Linked DNA regions of Danio rerio: region 2 is linked to region 1. Evidence: chromatin contacts called from public Micro-C data. All regions are on one chromosome and are shown on one strand. Each heading gives the region's core, a stretch centred on a gene start, on an enhancer-like site or on the middle of the called end of the contact. The rest is flanking DNA. Distances are from core to core; before and after follow the strand shown.

Region 1 (3,091 bases), core at 420-2,919:
ACTGAACACAACACAACATGGGTTTACTACAGCGGCTGGACTGTAAATGACCACACACACACACACACACACACACACACACACACACACACACACACACACACACACACACACACATGCATCCAGTTGCAAGAAGACGTACATGAACCCTCTGGGATTAAGAATAGACCCAGAGGATGTGTGAGGCAACAGAAGACAGATCCAACGCATAGAAGTAAATCAACAACAGATGAAAATACATCTTCTGGAGTGGCCCAGTCAGAGTCCTGAGCTCAACCCGATTGAGATACTGTGGCATGACCTCAAGAGGGTGATTCACACCAGACATCCCAAGAATAATGCTGAACTGAAACAGATTTGTAAAGAAATCAACAACAGAACGGCTTTACTAGAAGAAAATACACCTTCTGGAATGGCCCAGTCAGAGTCCTGACCTTAACCTGATTGAGATCTCAAAAAAGAGATTCACACCAGAAAAATATTCACATCTCAAAAATATTAAAATAAACTGGACAATAGAAGATTGGAGAAACGTTGCCTGCTCTGATGAGTCTCAGTCACATTCGGATGGTCGGGTCAGAATTAGGCCTCGACAACATGAAAGCATGGATCCATCCTGCCTTGTATCAGCGGTTTCCTGAGTATTGCTGCTGCCCATGTCCATCCCTTTATGAGCACAGTGTCTCCATCTTCTGATGGCTACTTCCAGCAGGATAACGCACCATGTCATACGTGTACTCAAATGGCCTCCCCAGTCACCAGAGCTCAATCCAATAGAGCAGCTTTGGGATGTGGTGGAACGGGAGATTGGCATCATGGATGTGCAGCCGACAAATCTGCAGCAACTGTGTGATGCTATTATGTCAATATGGAGCAAAATCTCTGAGGAATATTTCCAGTAGCTTGTTGCATCTCTGCCACGAAGGATTAAAGCCGTTCTGAAGGCAAAAGAGGCTTCAACCCGATACTTGGAAGGTGTACCTAATAAAGTGGCCAGTGAGTGTATGCAAATTATATACTGACATAGAAGTTCATATTTAGATTTGAGAAATATAATATGTCAAATACGCAACATGTACCTCAAAATATTGCGAAAAAACTATCTGTTTACATATGTTTCGACCATTAGAATTACAAATATGTACATACATGTTCAAATATTTTAGATGTTCTATAGCCATATATATGAAGAACATACGATGATAGCTGATATATTGAAACCTAACGTTATCTGTTTTTCTAATAGTTTGATATATATATATATATATATATATATATATATATATATATATATATATATATATATATATATATTTAAACAGACATTTTTCTAATATTTTGACATTATTTATCTGAAATGTAAACATAAGCTTGTACGTCATGTATGTAATTTGCATATAGCCTGTCAGATTTCTATGTCTCTCTCACACACACACACACACACACACATTTAGCTGTTGTTCGTGCTGCATACGCGTGTCCGGACAGCAGCTGTAGTGAAGATCAGCTCACTGTCGATCTATACTTGCTTTATCGCCAATGTAAGACACTTATAAGCAAAGATTTACCGTGACTTTACCTGTTTGAGACTCAGAGCCGCTGGTGGTAACCGAGACACCGCCATGTTCTTTCCTCTGCAGGAAAGTGGTGGGAGGGAATTGTTGTGTGAAACTAGAGGGGCGTTTTTCCATTGTCCTACCTGATTGGCTCGATTCAAAGTGACAGCGGTTTAGGGGTGTGGTCGATCATGTTCATTGGAACAACCCATTATTTTGGAAACACCCTCAAATTCAGAAACGCCCACATTTGCTGTGTAGTGCGCTGATAGTGCGCAATAAGGGGAGGAGTTAACCGATCCAGACCTGCGTTTTCTTTTTCATCTTTTGTATCTGACGAAGAGTTAGTCTAGAAGGGATACAGCTGCGGATAATCACGTCAGTATAGCATAATTTTTGTGTGACTGTACAATAATTAATATACGGGTTGTGTTTAGGGTTAGGATAGGGGTAGACGTTAACAAAATACAATTTAATGGGTAATATAATAAATAATATGAATAATGCTAGGTATAATTACAGGTTTAACATTACCGTGATTATTAGGTTTAGTGTTGAAGTAGGGGTAGACGTTAATAAAATAAAATTAACGTATAAATTAATGAATAGAACAAATAATTCTCGCTAACTTCCGTCCGTTGCTGTATCCCTTCTAGCAACAACCGGTTGGTTGCCGAATACCGCCATCTACTTGAAGAATCTAATATGTATTTTCAGTATTTTATAATAATTGTCAGAATTAAATTGCGGAGTTAATTGTAGTAAGTCTATATTTAATACAATTATGTTCGCAGATTTTCATGATGGCTGCCCATTATTTTACTAGTCACTCCAAAATTATTATTGTGTTACATTCTTCGTTCCACATAATTTATTTCACATTTATTATTATAACACTTAAACGGGTTGATCTGATTCTGTTGCATAAGCAGGGTTGACTTTAATTTTTCTTAAATCAAGAAACAGATTAAAGTTTGTTCATCCATTCGTGACTTCACAAAGCTTCTCTTGACAATTTCCCGTTTTATTCCTGCATATTTTATTATTTTTGTTTAGATTCTGTTTTTTCCCCCTTTGTGTTCGCAGGCATACATATCCTGTAACTATAACACGAAATAGCTTTAATGTAAAAATGTAATCTTTAATATTTGTCGGCTCTATGCACAGCTAGTGCCAATGATGAACTTCCTGTGAGATCTTTATGTGACTATTTTCAATTTCATAAGGTTCCTTTTACAGCCTTGATGTTGTAATGTAATTAAAATGCATTCAGTTCAATAGACTAAAGCATTAATTTAGTTGTTAAACCGTAAAAAGAGACGAAAGACAGTTTAAACGCAGGCACCATCATTACCCGCAGGCGAGCGCAGAAACTCCATTGAAAATACTGAGGTAAAATTAATTTCCATATTTTAAAGACATGGCAGGGGGAAATATAACTTAATGCAGTGCTTCTTGCTTGGACTGATACCCACTTTATATCCTATCTTAGCCAGGCAGTGAAGATCACTGATTTTTTTTAAAGAAATCAGATC
Region 2 (2,713 bases), core at 213-2,712, 120 kb before region 1:
CTTCAACAGAATTTATCCAGCAAAACATTATTTACAAACATTTAAAAGTGGGATTGATGCAAATTGTATTTTTGTAATGAATATGAGGAGACTGCTTTACACTTATTTTGTCACTAGTCAACATATGGCGTGAGCTGCAAAGATTTATTAATAACAAACTGCAGTGTTCTAAACTGCTGTCATTGTTGTGTGAGAATTTATTTTTTGGCTTTACTATGTACACTAGGCAAGAGGAGAATTGTTTATTGATTAATTTAATTATTTTGCTAACAAAATTTTACATTCAAAAATGTAAATTTACTAATAAGAAACCGAATTTTGGCGACACAGTGGCGCAGTAGGTAGTGCTGTCGCCTCACAGCAAGAAGGTCGCTTGTTTGAGCCTCGGCTGGCTCAGTTGGCGTTTCTGTGTGGAGTTTGCATGTTCTCCCTGCGTTTGCGTGGGTTTCCTCCGGGTGCTCTGGTTTCCCCCACAGTCCAAACACATGCGGTACAGGTGAATTGTGTAGGCTAAATGGTCCGTAGTGTATGAGTGTGAAGGAGTGTGTGTGGATGTTTCCCAGAGATGGATTGCGGCTGGAAGGGCATCCGCTGTGGAAAAACAAGCAGGATAAGTTGGCGGTTCATTCCGCTGTGGCGACCCCGGATTAATAAAGGGACTAGGCCAAAAAGAAAATAAATGAATGAATGAAACCGAATTTTAAGGTACTGATGACTGAATTATGCTAATATATTAGTAGTATCAGAGACTCTAAATAAGATAGCTTTAAAACTCTGTGAACTCCACAATGTATTTCCTTGATTTTTACATATATATACAGTTTGTGTATTTGATTTTTGCTTACTCCTGGCATGTATATTTTGTTACTGTTAAAATGTTATAATAAAAAGAAATTAAAATAAAACCTCCTCCTCGCCATTTCTGTTTATTGTGATAGGGCTGTCAAAACTGACAGGAGGGGCGTAATCTGAGTATTTAGCTGAAAACACAGGTGAATTTTCAGATTTCAAGTACAATGTCAAACTTTTATTCTTACTGACATGCAGAGACGAACTGTCAGTGTGGTGAATTGTTTACGACAAAACTAGCAACGTGAGCTAACAACATCAACATGGTTAGTTTTGATCCCATGTGTACTGAAAACGCGGTGTGTATGTCCGTCCAGCGCGTGTTTACATAGAAAATCAACATAACAACAGTGCGTTGGAAAGCAAAAGTGCATTCTGTGTGATCGGCCCATGGTATATGTGTGGTGTCCGCTGTGAGCTCTTGCCTCGTTGTCCCAGGAGCCGGTGGCGAACACCTCGGGCTGCTGCAGGGACGCCGCGGACACCGGCCGCCAGCGCGTCTTGCTGATCTTCTGGGAGATGTACTTCGCGCTGATGCAGTCCATCGCGTCTCACTGGCGTTGTGTGCTGATTATGGAGTTTAGGGAGCTTCACGTGCAGCTGCTAGTGTATCCCGCCACCGCAGACTGCGTACTCGACAGTACGGTGGCCTGAAAGGATCAAGCGCGTTCACAAAACACTTCTTGGCTGTATCCGAAATCGCCCCCTATAACCTTAATAATGCACTATTTGAGAAAACAGGTGACCGAAACCATAGTGATTTCTAAAGTGCACTCAATCAGTGCCAAAACACTCAGCAGCCACCCAAAATGTGCTGTGAGAGTTTGCGCGCAGAATAATTTTCCGCATCTGACCGCAAGATGGCGGCCAAGCAGTGATGGTGGAATCCCATCAGCGAAGGTTTTAAAATTGAGTGATTCAAAAGTCTTCGTTTCATTAGTCATTTTCACAGAAGTCACAAAGAAGTTTCACATCTAATCCGGCAGAGGGATTTATTAAACAGTAACGCACAAACAAAACAGCGTCCCATCTCGTTTCATTTACTCCTTGAAGTGGACTGAGGGACGACTTCGGATGCAGCAAGTCTTTACAGCTGCGGTCGGATGCTTTTCCCTCGGCTTATAACATTGGATAAACAAGAAAAAGGGAGGGAAAAAATTATAATTAATCTAAAAAATAAAATACAACAAATAATAATAATAATAGAATAAAAATCAGGTTGCATGAAATATCTCATCATTTTTTAAAGAAGCACATTTCTAAAGGAATCAATGTCACATAAGACGTCCATAACAGCTGGTGTCTTTTTAGGAAACCTTTTTAGGAGAAAAAACTTTTAACTTTTTTCCTGTTCAGTGGCGTAATGTACACATCACACTTTTTAGGGTTGTAAAAATGAAACATTTGTAATTTGCAAATCTAAAAATTGCATTTTATGAAAATAAAAAGCCAACAGTCTGGTTGGTCTTATTATTGCTGAAGTGAAAGAATTATAAAAAATTAAAAGGTAAAAAAAAGTTATGGAATTTGTACAGAAAAATGAACTTAACATTTCACATGAGAAATGTCAGTAAAAGTTTCTATCTATCTATCTATCTATCTATCTATCTATCTATCTATCTATCTATCTATCTATCTATCTATCTATCTATCTATCTATCTATCTATCTATCTATCTATCTATCTATCTAATCTATCTATCTATCCATCCATCCATCCATCCATCCATCCATCTATCTATCTATCTATCTATCTATCTATCTATCTATCTATCTATCTATCTATCTATCTATCTATCTATCTATCTATCTATCTATCTATATTTATATATATATATATATATATATATATATATATATATATA

The links. Hi-C and Micro-C count contacts between places; a contact is called where the count stands out from the background.
Region 2: a contact with region 1 is called in a Micro-C map of caudal fin, with 9 times the contacts expected there. The contact joins the promoter of nup43 here to the promoter of lyrm2 in region 1. A contact is called at or near these places in 3 of 18 Hi-C or Micro-C datasets (caudal fin, hematopoietic stem cells and an unstated tissue) and 2 of 4 datasets of contacts at active chromatin or transcription factors (embryo and gastrula embryo).

The regions. Positions count from the first base shown.
Region 1 is chr20:1,238,424-1,241,514 of GRCz12tu, reverse strand. It overlaps lyrm2 (LYR motif containing 2), which reads right to left and starts at 1,669. Exons shown (of 4, transcript NM_001159831.2): 1 at 1,580-1,669; 2 at 1. The coding sequence starts at 1,624.
Region 2 is chr20:1,360,830-1,363,542 of GRCz12tu, reverse strand. It overlaps nup43 (nucleoporin 43), which reads right to left and starts at 1,462. Exons shown (of 8, transcript NM_212892.1): 1 at 1,275-1,462. The coding sequence starts at 1,394.